Regions from separate parts of the Sus scrofa genome. Here all the other regions are linked to region 4. A link is a contact called in public Hi-C and HiChIP or PLAC-seq data. All regions are on one chromosome and are shown on one strand. Each heading gives the region's core, a stretch centred on a gene start, on an enhancer-like site or on the middle of the called end of the contact. The rest is flanking DNA. Distances are from core to core; before and after follow the strand shown. Region 1 holds the start of IFT46 (intraflagellar transport protein 46 homolog). Region 2 holds the start of PHLDB1 (pleckstrin homology-like domain family B member 1). Region 3 holds the start of TTC36 (tetratricopeptide repeat protein 36). Region 4 holds the start of TRAPPC4 (trafficking protein particle complex subunit 4).

Region 1 (2,923 bases), core at 294-2,793, 380 kb after region 4:
ACGGAACGGGACTAGGATCCATGAGGATTTGGTTCCATCCCTGGCCTGATGCAGTGGGTTAAGAATCCAACATTGCCTGAGCTGCAGTGTAGGTGACAGACACAGCTTGGATCTGGCATTGCTGGTGGCTGTGGCAGCAACTGCAGCTCTGATTTGACCCCTAGCCTGGGAACTTACATATGCCACGGGTGCAACCATAAAAAGACAAAAACAAAACGATAGATGGCCAATAAGCACATAAAAATATGCTCAATATCTTTAGTCCTTAGGGAATTGCAAATCAAAGCTTGCTAGGATGGCTATAATAATAAGAGTTGGTGAGAATGTGGAGAAATTAGAACTCTCATACACTGCTGGCGGGAACCTGAAGTAGTTTAATTGTTTGGGGAAAGCTTGGCAGCTCCTCAAAAAGCTAAGCATGGGGTTACCATGTGACCCAGCAATTCACTCCTATGTATGCGCCCAAGAGAGTTAAAACCACACACCCATACACAACCTTGAACACTAATGTTCATAGAAACATTGTTCATAATAGCCAAAAAGTGGAAACGATCCAAGTGTCCCTCAGTACTCGAATGAATAACAAAATGTGGTATATTTAGAGTTCCCACCGGCAAAGCGGAAACGAATCCGACTAGGAACAATGAGGTTTCGGGTTCAATCCCTGGCCTCACTCAGTGGGTTAAGGATCCGGGGTTGCCATGAGCTATGGTGTGGGTTGTAGACGCGGCTGGGATCTGGCATTGCTGTGGCTCTGGCATAGGCCGGCAGCTACAGCTCCGATTAGACCCCTAGCCTGGGAACCTCCATATGCCGTGGAGGAAGCTCTAAAAAGACAAAAAAAAAAAAAAAAAAAAAAGGTAGTATATCTAAACAATGGAATATTAGTCACAAAAAGGAATTAAATTCTGATACATGATACAACATGGATGAACCTTGAAAATACTATGTTAAGTGAAAGATGCCACTCACAAAAGACCGTATCTTCTATGACTCCATTTATGTAAAATATCCAGAACAGATAAATCCATACAGAGAAAGAATGGCCGGCAGCTACAGCTCTGATTTGACCCCCAGCTTGGGATTTTCCATAGGTCGCAGGTGCAGCCCTAAAAAAAATTAAAATTAAAAAATTAAAAAAGCGGGAGAATGTGTTAAATTTGAATCACAGGTAAATAATAATTTGTTAATACTATAAATATGTCCCATGCTATGGACACAGTGGAGGGGAAAGACTATAATGTAATAAAAATGCTATAAAAGTAGTACAGAATGTCAGGAATTGAGGCAACCCCTGAGTTTGCCTAAAGGCTGAGTGGTCTGACTTAATAGGAACTCATACCTACTGATCCTTTCCCTGGGTAAAAAATGCAGACCGTGTTTCGGGATCTAGAGCTTAACTCTCTACCAACCGGAATTCATCTGATTTGCTGCCTGCAGCCGCTAGATGCCACCACAGACACATCTGTTGAAATCTAAACAATCACGATGTGAGCTCCTCTTTTTCTGCTTGGCTCCTTAGCTGGGGAGAAACATAATGCGCGAGTTGAGCTCTCACGAGAGTTAAAGGAAGTCTCGCGATTTTTCTGTTTCTTTCTTCGCTCTTTTTATTTATTTATTTATTGTTTGTTTGCTTAGCTACTGACAACACGCCAGTTGCTCCCCTTCTTTCCAAGTAAAAGTGGCCTGGCCTGAGATTAGGGTGAGACCCCAGCCCTAGGCTGGGGTTCCTTCCAGATAGAAGAGACGGATTCGGAGGGGCTACAGGTAATTCGTACTCACCCTAACAGAGAACGCTTCCTCTCTCCCAAGAGGAATAGAAAGGACTCCTTTTCTGTCCTCGCAACCCCTCTCCACTTCTTTCCGTTTTCTTACCCACTATACTTTCTCCCTTCCCTTCACGCCATCACCGACCATTCTGCTTGCCTTACTCCCCACGAAACGTAAGGGGCATCCGAACTACAAGACGAGACCAAGGGGGGTGGGGTGGTCATGGTATAGATGAGGGTGATGCTTTTGGACCAAGAGACTAGAGTTTAACCTCTCTTAGAGGAACAGCCCCCGCCCTGGTGACTCTAGAAACAGAATTGTTTCTAGAACCTCTACAGCTAAGAAATCCCAGCAGCCTTGGGAAACTGACCGAACCTGAGGCTCACTTGAGCCGTTCTCTACAAAAGAGCTTTGGGGAAGGTGATGCAGAAGTTGGCTGTTGTTTCGCTCCAGGATTTCTTCGTTCTCCGGTCAGCCTGCCAGCAGTTCCTAAATAAGGGCTGCAGCAGAATGACTTAACTGCTTGAACTGGGGTGAGGGTTTCATGTAAAACTGGTGTCTCGGAACCATTGCTGGTTTGGAGTCCAGCTCCCCACAGAGTGCTTACTGTCCCGTGATAGGAGCTGTGTAATCATGTTTCCTTTTACTTAGACCAAGATTATAGAAAACCAGACATATGATGAGCGTCTAGAGATTAACGACTCGGAAGAGGTTGCAAGTATTTATACTCCTCCCTCAAGACACAAAGGTAAGAAATAAATGAAGAGAAAAGAAGACAGACGGTTCTCAGAGCAAAGAGCAGGATGGACTCATGATTGTTTCCAATAATTTTTTAGTTTATAATAGCAAATGTTGACTTTCAGAGTCAAGTTATTTGTTGTCGCTTCTGTTTTCTAACTACTTAAGGAGGGAGAAAACACCGCCACCCACATTGCAGGATCTTCCTTCAATCTGACCAGTTTCCCATCATCATTTATTTCGTGATACTCTTTACCCATAATCTGCCAGGGGTTCATGTTTGTTTATTTAATTTATCAAAAGTCTTGGAGTTCCCGTCGTGGCGCAGTGGTTAACGAATCCGACTAGGAACCATGAGGTTGCGGGTTCGGTCCCTGCCCTTGCTCAGTGGGTTAACGATCCGGCATTGCCGTGA
Region 2 (2,982 bases), core at 297-2,796, 340 kb after region 4:
GGGAGAAGGGGCCGCTTGTTTGCTCGGCGGGGGAAAGGGGCGGCCCCCAGACACCGCCGGCTCCTCGCGGGCAGCTTGGGGGGGGGGGCGCTTGTGTAGCATTTGTGTGTGTGAGGGGAGGTGCGTGTTTGAAGGGAGCGCGTGTGTAAGAAGCTGCATGCGTGAGGACTGAGTATGTGATGGGTGTGAGCCGTGGGGGCTGCGTGTCAGGGAGTGCGTGTGCGCGGGGAAGGGTGTGTGCGCGGGGAAGGGCGTGAGCGCGGGACGCCGCAAGTGTGAATGTGGACCTCCTGAGAGTGCTTGGCGTGTGTGTAGAGTGTGTAGAGGTCTAGGAATGTTTGGGTCCCACACGTGTAACTGCAGAGAGAGACAGGGGTGTCGGCGTGGCTTGTGTAGTGGGAAGGGTGAGTGGGTGGTGCCTGGTGGGGCACCGAGGGTGTCTGCTCGTGGGATGCCTGACGTGGTGGGGAGTTTTGTTTGTGTGTGACCGGTCCGATGAGTCAGCCCTCCGGGAGGCTTCGGGACCGCTGAGCTAACGGGCCCAGAATGCAGCCCCGCCCCGGCGCCCTGGGTCCCCCGCCGGGCGGCGCGCTCTCCCGGCCCAGCCGCCGCTCGCGCCAGCCTGGGCGGAAGAGTCAGCGAGCGCCTCGGCAACCCCGCGGCCCCTCCCGGGCCCCCTCCCGCCCGCGCTTCCCAGTCCCAGAGGAGCCCGGATGACCTGGCTCAGCCTCGGCCCGGGGAACTCCGCAAGGGATTCGAATCCAGACCAAGCGGGAACTCACTGACCCCACAGCCCTCTCCAGCCTCCAGGACCCCTAAAGATGCGGGTCCTCCGAGGAGGGCCCGGGAGGCCCCAGATGTGCCACCTATCTACTGATACTCCCACGAGTCGCTCCCGGATACTACTGCCTCCGAGCCCTACTTAACATCCCTTTCCCATCCCTAAAGGAGGCCCGGCTCGGGACAGAAGCAGAGATGCCCCAGGGGACCCCCTCGCTCCTGGTGCAGTGCTCTTAGTCCTTCTATCAGCGGAAGAGCAGAGGTGTGGGGGGCAGGCGGACGAGTCCCAGGAGTATCGCCGGGCTGCCTGGGTTCCCGCAGGAGACTCTGAAGGGACAGGGTCCTCGTTCTTCCAGAGTGGGATAGGGGGTGAGGGGTGGAGCGCGAGGGCCCCCTCTGGCGGCGGCGCGGGCAGCGGCTCAGGAGGGCAAGAGTAAGGAGTTCCCAGGAAAGCAACGAAGCCCATTCTGCAGAAAAACCTTGGCGCTCCCATGCACTCACCTGAGGCACCCCCTCCTCCTCTAAGGGTTTCTTCCGGGCTCTCCAGCCCAAAGCTGATCTGAGGGCTGTCGCCAGGCCCCTGGGATTTCCTCCTGTCCTGTCCCAGCAGTGCAGCTAGCAGGACTCGCAGGCTCAGTGAGAGGGAACGTTCTTACCTCGGCGGGAGAGGGGGACACCGGTTCCTTAGCCCGGCTCAGCCTCTGAGGCCTCAGGCTCCGGAGAACACTCTTGCTTTTCCCTGGGAGCCCAGAAAGTAGGAGGAGAGCGAGCGGGTCCCGCCTCCCCATTCCCCACCCCACCCCCACCCCCACCCCCCGCTAGTCCCCGCCCCCGTCCCCCGTCCCGTCCGCCCGGCCAGCCTGAGGAGACGCCCTTGTGGGACCGGAGCCCAAGGTCCCCCCCACCCACCCTTTCCCAGAGCAGCACCTCCCCCCCCCCGCCCCCGCCTGCACAGCGCCCGCTTTGTTCATCTCTGCAGCTGGGCTCTCGGCTACCACCACCACCGTATACACCCCCCATCCCCACTCACTTTCCGGGTCCGACTCTCTTAGACCACCCTCCAGCCTAGGCTTTAAGGTGCTTCTGAGGATTGACAGTTTCTCTCTACTTCCGCCCCCCCCCCCCCGCCCCGAACTTTAGATGTCTAAACCCTCCATCAGCTCCCAGTGAACCTCATAGTCCCAGCCCTCCAACACACTCTCAATATTTCCAAATACCTTCAGGGGATATCCAGGTTTGGCCTCTGTCGCTCCTGCTCATCCTACCACCATGACAGCTTATGGGGTTGATAACCCTGCATATACGGTGGCACAGATATTTTCAAGGATAGGTACAAGAAGGCGTGTTAAAGTGCCATGCAAACTGTAAAGAACAGGAAAGCTGAATGGAAGTGTCATCCTGGCCCCTTGTTAGCTCCACCCCCACCACAACCTGCAGGATTATAACTGGAAGGCAAACGATAGATTTATAGTTGAGCACACCATCCTATAGCAGTTTGGATCTCTGTTGGACTGAGAAGTTAATAAGGAAAAAGAGGAGGGACTAAAAACCTAAGAGAAACCTAGACACTGAGCCTGGCTGAAAGTCATGCTCCTTTTCAACCCCCACCCGAAATCCAACGCTGATAGTGGATCCTTACCTTGCAAAGCCAGCTCTTGCCTCAAGAGACTGGGGAGGCCCCAGGGAACTGAACTCAGCTAGACTGGATTCCTTTAACTTTCATTAGAGGGACCTCTGAGACTGACTCTTCCTCCCTGAAGGAGAAGGCAGAAAGTCCCCAAGCCCCAAGGAGAAAGCAGAAAGCCCCCAATTCCAGGGGGGGAGAATAGCAGAAAATCAGGGACAAGTCTTGTTCTGATTCAGTGACTTTAGTGTGTACCCTCTCTCCCTACCTAACTCAGGAACGACAGGAGGTTGAACTTCAGGAATCTCTGGTCACTCATTGACAGGGCCAGCATTAGCAGGGGGCCCCCCACAGCAGGAGGCAGGAGATGACTGGAGCCAGGCAATGGACAAAAAGGGGGAGGGGGAGGGAAGCTCTTTGCAGCTACCTGCTATAGCTAACAGAGGTCGAACTATCAGGCTACAGCATGTACCGGAAAGCCCCAAGATTTGGCCAGGGGTGGGGAGCAATGTTGAGAGTGGAAGCCTCTTATTCTTTTTTCATACTGGTTGAGGCTCATAAAAGTACTTTTATTCTAG
Region 3 (2,880 bases), core at 109-2,608, 410 kb after region 4:
GCTCGAGGGAAAACTCCATCTGTACCAGGGAGGGAACCAGGAGGGGACGGGTGTGCAGTTGGGAGCAAGAAGCAAAAGCCAGCTCAGGCTTTGGAAACCTGGGATGCAAGCCAGGGCTGACTGGGCTGGGCTGGAAGTCACAGCAGGAGTCAGAAGCAGTGTTCAGGGCAGGGCAAACTGAGGTCACCAAGGCTAAGAGTTAGCACTGCTTAATTCCCAAGGGTCCTGGGAGAGGGGCCTTGGTTGTCTCCCCGTTGCCAAGAGAATGAAACCCAAACTCCTTATCCTGTAGCTCAAGGTTACACAGCCAGCAAGTTGCACAGCTTGGATTTTAACCCAGGTCTTTCTGGCTCCTTGGTCTGTCCCCATTTTGCACTTGCTCCACTGCTTCCAACAGGAAGGCCACCTGACATACCCGGATCACAAAAACCACGATCCACTTCCCGTGTTTCCCTTAGCTTTTCAGCCTGAAGTCAGAAAGGCCTAGGTTTCAGTTCTTTAGAAACAAAGGGCCTCAAACGCTCCTGATGAGGACAGCAGTTCCCCTAAGGGACTGGCAGAAAAGCCTGTGAGCGCACTCTGGCAGGATTAGCTTGGCGTGTAAGAGTGTGTGACACTGAATGCTTGCTTAGTTTGGAGGCATTTAGCTGAGCCGCCCCTGCCCTGTGTCTGCCTCCTGTGCTGTTTTAGGGTGATGTACTCTCTATGACAAGGACGTGGGAGCTTCACATTCGCCGCCCCCCCCCTACCACGCTGGCACAGTTAAGCTTGGATCATGGGGGTGAACTGAGTGCTAAGTTCAGAGGTGTGGGGTTGAGGGAAAACCCTGGCTTCTTCCTCTTGGGACGGTGACTCTGGCCAAGCCCCCACCGGTGCACTGAGTCTCGGCCAACCTCCGATTCCAATCACAATTATCATCAGAGGGGCACGGAACAAGGGGTCTTGTAAGACCGCCTTTCTCTGTCACTTCAGTGAAGCAGGCCAGCCTGTGTGCAGAGTTATCCTCCCAGGCTAAATACTCACCTTCATCTACTTCCTTCTGTGCTTCCTGTCCTGGGTCCAATCCAATGATGTCTCCAAATGGGGAGTCCGGGTTGAAGATGGCCTGCAACACCGCCTGGTCATTCGGAGTCCCCATGGTGCGCAACTCCCAAATCTGCAAAGGTGGCTCACAATGAGAGGGTGGAAGGGGTGAGGGCCGAGCTTCTTATCAGCTGATCTGGAGGGAGGAGGTCTGTTTGAGGACCATCCCCCTTGAGGAGGAGCGTAAACTGGCTGGGGTGTAAACTCAACCCCTTTTAGCCTGGGGCTAGTGACCTGGCTTGGTAGAGTATTTACAAATATTTCTCAACTGCTTCCCTGCCCCCACCCCAGTCCTAGGGATAAAACAGAGTAAATAAATCCAATTTCAGCTTCAAGGTGGAACAGAGCAGAGAGAGGGTGCTGTCCAGGTTCTCCCTGAAATGCCTTCATTTTATTATATTCATGGATTGGGAGAAAACTGTTATAAGCCAACGCGTGACTGCCCAAGGATGAAGACGGGGTATATGAAGTAAGGGAACGCCTCCTTTGTCCTCTTGGCCCCTTGCTCATATCCAGAGTTAACTAGGTCCTGAATATGCATCACTGATGAGTAAGGGAAGAAAATACACCTAGGAGAGGGGCGTCTGGAGGCAGGCGGTGGGGAAGGATTGCATGATTCCACCTTAAGAGAAAGGACTGTGGAAGGGACTTTGTCATCAGGTCACAGCCATGACCCTCCCATTTCTCCACCCCAGCCAAGCCAAAAGAAAGTTCAACCATGTGCAGCAATAAACTTGACATGTTTATTAATTAAACTATCACTTAAATAAAAAAAAGTGCATAGAAAATAAACATGTTTAAAAACTCCTTTTTTTTTTTACAACTATGTACACTTTTTACTTTTACATTCAGTCTTTCGTAGAGAGCTTTCAGCATTATTATTTTTTGAACTATTAAAGTATTTTCCTTCATCCCTGTCACAGGGAGTTAACACTGATGGACTTTAGACACATTTTTTTCCTTTTTTTTTTTTTTTTTTTTTTTTTCTCTTTTTCTCTAACCAGAAGCTTGGAAGAACACAAGGGAAAAAAAAAAAAAAAAAAAAAAAAACCCAAAAGATCTGTTATACATGATAAAGTTGTCAAGAAATGTCTTATTTCTAGAAAAGAAGCTTGTCATCTGTTGAGCTTTTGAAACAATTATTCAACTACCTGTATTTACTAAAGAGACTGTTAAAAGTTCAATAAAAGAAACACCACAAGTCTATTTTCTTGGTTGAAAGACAGAACTAGAGTACCTCGGAACAAGATACCAGGAAAGCACAGAACACAATTTTCCCCTAAATGCAGGTGGTTACCCCAACATTCATAACCAAAAATAAACAAGGAGTACAGGTACTGACTGGCAACATTCACAGGCAGAAAAAATCCAGGTGACACCGTTTCTGCATTTCTCTCTGATCCTGGGAATGGACTGTTCTGCCATCCCCTTAAGGTTTGGGTTGCCCCCCCCACTTTGGGGGCTCAGAGGAGCGCCAGACTGACGTTTTCCTGCCACTACTAGCAACTGTAACACAATCCTTATCTATAGTGTTAAGAGAATTAAAAGCCATGGACTGAACTAGGCTTTGTTACATGGTGCATTACTATATTAGTTCCTATATATATCATATTTATATTTATTTGAAAACCAAAACAAAAAAGTTGCAAGTTTTCAGAGTGTGAGACTTGACTGGTATTCATGATTCGGCACAAAACCATCTGCTCAATAACCTTGTATTGCTTTAAAATGAAGGAAATGAAACATAAAATTACACCCAGCCCTTTGCTATGACCCGCTTTTCCTTTAAAAAAAAAA
Region 4 (2,869 bases), core at 279-2,778:
CAGAAATTTCTGCATGCCGCCAGTGCCACCAGAAAAGAAGAAAAAACTGGGTAAAAGTAAGTCTGGGAATATGTCCCATTGTTTACTCACGCTGTGGCTAACACCAGAGTTGACAGCTAGAAAAGACCTTAAAGATCATTTAGTTCAACTGCCTTTCTTTTTTCTTTTTTTGCTTTTTAGGGCCGCAGCCCAGGCATATGGAAGTTCCCAAGCTACAGGTTGAATCGGAGCTACAGCTGCCGGCCTATGGCCTAGGCCACAGCCACAGGAACGCAGGATCTGAGTCACATCTGCCGCCTACACCACAGCTCAACGCCAGATGCTTAACCCTCTAGAGGCCAGGGATCGAGCCTGCAATCTCATGGTTACTAGTCGGATACGTTCCCGCTGCACCACAACAGGAACTCCCTCAACTGCCTTGCTTGAAAGATGAGGAAACAAAGACTCAGAAAGGAGAAGCTGACTTATGCAAAATCATACACCACTACCAGTATTACTTAAAGCCTAGATATATTGGATCAGTTCTTTTCATTAACACAAGAACTGACGATTTAGAAGTAGGGACGTAGGGAAAGGTAAGCACACCGCTCAGTAGTCTCTGAGCGCAGAACCACAATAATTCAGCCAGTCTATGAGCCGAGTGCAGACGGATGGAAGCTAGCAAGGGCTGGGGGTAACTTACGAGTGGAACATGGAGGCCAGCATGAGCTTCTCATTTGAGGTGAGGCGAGGCCGGCCGAATCGAATGGACACCGGGTAGTTAGCAGGGTTGCCCAGGTACTCCAGCACCTCTTTCCCATCGGCCGTATATTTACCATTCACGTCCACACCATTGATGGCCAGCACTGCGTGGCCCACTGCAGAGGCGAGGCTAAGTGTCAACAACGCCTCAGCCTGAAGATCCCTCCGGGGGGACAAGGGACCTGGCCCCAACTCTTCGCCCCCTCCACTTCCAACACAGAGACACCAGCCCACTCTTGCAGCACCGGGCCCCGCCCCCCGGGCCCGAGCCTAACCCACCCCGGATGCCGTCGCGCTGGCCGAAGGCAACCAGTACACGCTCGTCGTGCAGCTTGAGCAGCAGATCAAGAGGGTAGCTAAACGTTTTCTCAGCCTCGGCCCGTGGCGTGTAGCTGTCCAACTGGTAAATCAGGCCGCCAGCTTTGTTCACCACATACACACTGAAAATCGCCATTGCTGCCGCAGCGACTGCGGAACTGGGATTCGGCCTCCTCCTCCCAGCCCCGCCCCGGAACCGCAGCACGCGACACGCCCCTGGCCTCTGTTCCCCCTCCCGGTTGCAGCGTGCGGCTCGCTGCAGCGCTTGCGCACTGGGGCAACGCTTGGGTGTCAGTAACGGCGGAGATAGTTGCTGGACCTAGGAAATTGTTTTCCATCCCCTTTTCCTGGCCTTTAGTGCCCGGAAGTAGCAACGCGTCACTGCCTCACGCGTAGCGGCAGAGCCTAACGAGAGCGCGCGGCTGTGGAGCGGACACCTATATCGCTCAGGCTACTTCCGGTCCTGAGTGTCAGCTGCTCCCCGGGACTTCCTCCGCGTGGCTCCGCCCTTTGCCCCGGAAGCGCTCGCTGCGGACAGGGGTTTCTGGGCCTCTTCGCAAGCCGTGCTTCCTTTCTGTCCGACATCTTAGCGAGGAGGCACTACTGGTAGCTGCTCTCCCGGCTTCGCTATGGTGAGCCCAAGGAGAAGCCGTGTGGTTCTGGGAGCGGAAGGTGTCGGCGCACGGTTGACGCGGCATCGGAGGAGGGCTCCAAGAATTTCTTGCCGCGTCTCAAGGCGGGAGGGCTGTTAACCTTCCCCCATGTGCTCCGGCTGTGGGGTCTGGGCGGGGTGGAGAGCACAGGAGTAGGAGTAGCATGAGGCTGCCTTAAGAACTGGTTGTGTTCCCGCTTTTCTTCTACAGCCGCCCAAGGACGACAAGAAGAAGAAAGATGCCGGAAAGTCGGCCAAGAAAGACAAAGACCCAGTGAACAAATCTGGGGGCAAGGCCAAAAAGAAGGTAGGATGTGCCCCTCCTTGAACACTGAGGGAGACTGGGAGCGCCCATCTCCTCTTGGTGTACTAATAAGTGATATGTGGCAAGTGGCTTGTGAGGTCGTGGAACAAGTGTGTATGGAGATTTTTATTCCTATATCTAGCATCTAATGTTATTTTAATCAGACTCGTGGGGCTCAGCTGGTAGCGGAAAGTTTCCAAGATAATGGTCCCCACCCACCTCCAAAACATAATGTACCTTTGGTGTGCTTAACGGTAACCAGGTCTTTTTTATTTTGAATCCTGATTTTGTAATATTTGAATATTAATTTGAGAGTTTCTGCAAGTGCTGCGGTAGATTTCTGCAGGCCGAGGAATAAAAAGCTGTCCTTTCAGTATAGCCCTACAACTGTGTCAGATTTCTCTGACACAGGTTGTTCGGGAGGAGGGAAAGACCAATTGACTGGTTCTTTGATGAGCACTGACTTTTTCCTTTTTTTTTTTTGTGAGCAGAAGTGGTCCAAAGGCAAAGTTCGGGACAAGCTTAATAACCTAGTCTTGTTTGACAAAGCGACATATGACAAACTCTGTAAAGAAGTTCCCAACTATAAGCTTATAACTCCAGCTGTTGTCTCTGAGAGACTGAAGATTCGTGGTTCTCTGGCCAGGGCAGCCCTTCAGGAACTCCTGAGCAAAGGTGAGAGTGTTGCGTTGTATTGGTGTGTATGCTCTTGCACCTTAAATTGGCTTGACCTGTTCTTTTAAATGCAAGAGGTGCAGGCAGACCGGTGATTGTGTAAAGCAGGGTTCTTAGCCATTTTTGTGCCATAGACACCTGTGGCAGTTTGGTGAAGCTTTGGGATCATTTCTGTTTTC

The links. Hi-C and Micro-C count contacts between places; a contact is called where the count stands out from the background. HiChIP or PLAC-seq counts read pairs in DNA pulled down with a chosen protein or histone mark.
Region 1: a contact with region 4 is called in an H3K27ac HiChIP or PLAC-seq map of alveolar macrophages. The contact joins the promoter of IFT46 here to the promoter of TRAPPC4 in region 4. A contact is called at or near these places in 1 of 5 promoter capture datasets (liver) and 2 of 2 datasets of contacts at active chromatin or transcription factors (alveolar macrophages and skeletal muscle).
Region 2: an H3K27ac HiChIP or PLAC-seq map of alveolar macrophages shows a contact between it and region 4. The contact joins the promoter of PHLDB1 here to the promoter of TRAPPC4 in region 4. A contact is called at or near these places in 1 of 5 promoter capture datasets (liver), 1 of 47 Hi-C or Micro-C datasets (liver) and 2 of 2 datasets of contacts at active chromatin or transcription factors (alveolar macrophages and skeletal muscle).
Region 3: a contact with region 4 is called in a Hi-C map of liver, with 2.3 times the contacts expected there. The contact joins the promoter of TTC36 here to the promoter of TRAPPC4 in region 4. A contact is called at or near these places in 1 of 5 promoter capture datasets (liver) and 1 of 47 Hi-C or Micro-C datasets (liver).

Annotation. Positions count from the first base shown.
Region 1 is chr9:45,860,538-45,863,460 of Sscrofa11.1, reverse strand. It overlaps IFT46 (intraflagellar transport protein 46 homolog), which reads left to right and starts at 1,543. Exons shown (of 12, transcript XM_003357317.4): 1 at 1,543-1,767; 2 at 2,422-2,518.
Region 2 is chr9:45,900,663-45,903,644 of Sscrofa11.1, reverse strand. PHLDB1 (pleckstrin homology-like domain family B member 1) reads right to left here and starts at 1,546. Exons shown (of 26, transcript XM_021062931.1): 1 at 1,282-1,546.
Region 3 is chr9:45,827,492-45,830,371 of Sscrofa11.1, reverse strand. TTC36 (tetratricopeptide repeat protein 36) reads right to left here and starts at 1,358. Exons shown (of 10, transcript XM_021062923.1): 1 at 1,024-1,358; 2 at 1-19. The coding sequence starts at 1,138. It overlaps KMT2A (histone-lysine N-methyltransferase 2A), which reads right to left. Exons shown (of 37, transcript XM_021062912.1): 37 at 1,813-2,880.
Region 4 is chr9:46,240,855-46,243,723 of Sscrofa11.1, reverse strand. It overlaps TRAPPC4 (trafficking protein particle complex subunit 4), which reads right to left and starts at 1,528. Exons shown (of 5, transcript XM_003129918.4): 1 at 1,021-1,528; 2 at 683-857. The coding sequence starts at 1,195. RPS25 (40S ribosomal protein S25) reads left to right here and starts at 1,550. Exons shown (of 5, transcript XM_003129920.3): 1 at 1,550-1,691; 2 at 1,923-2,018; 3 at 2,507-2,690. The coding sequence starts at 1,689.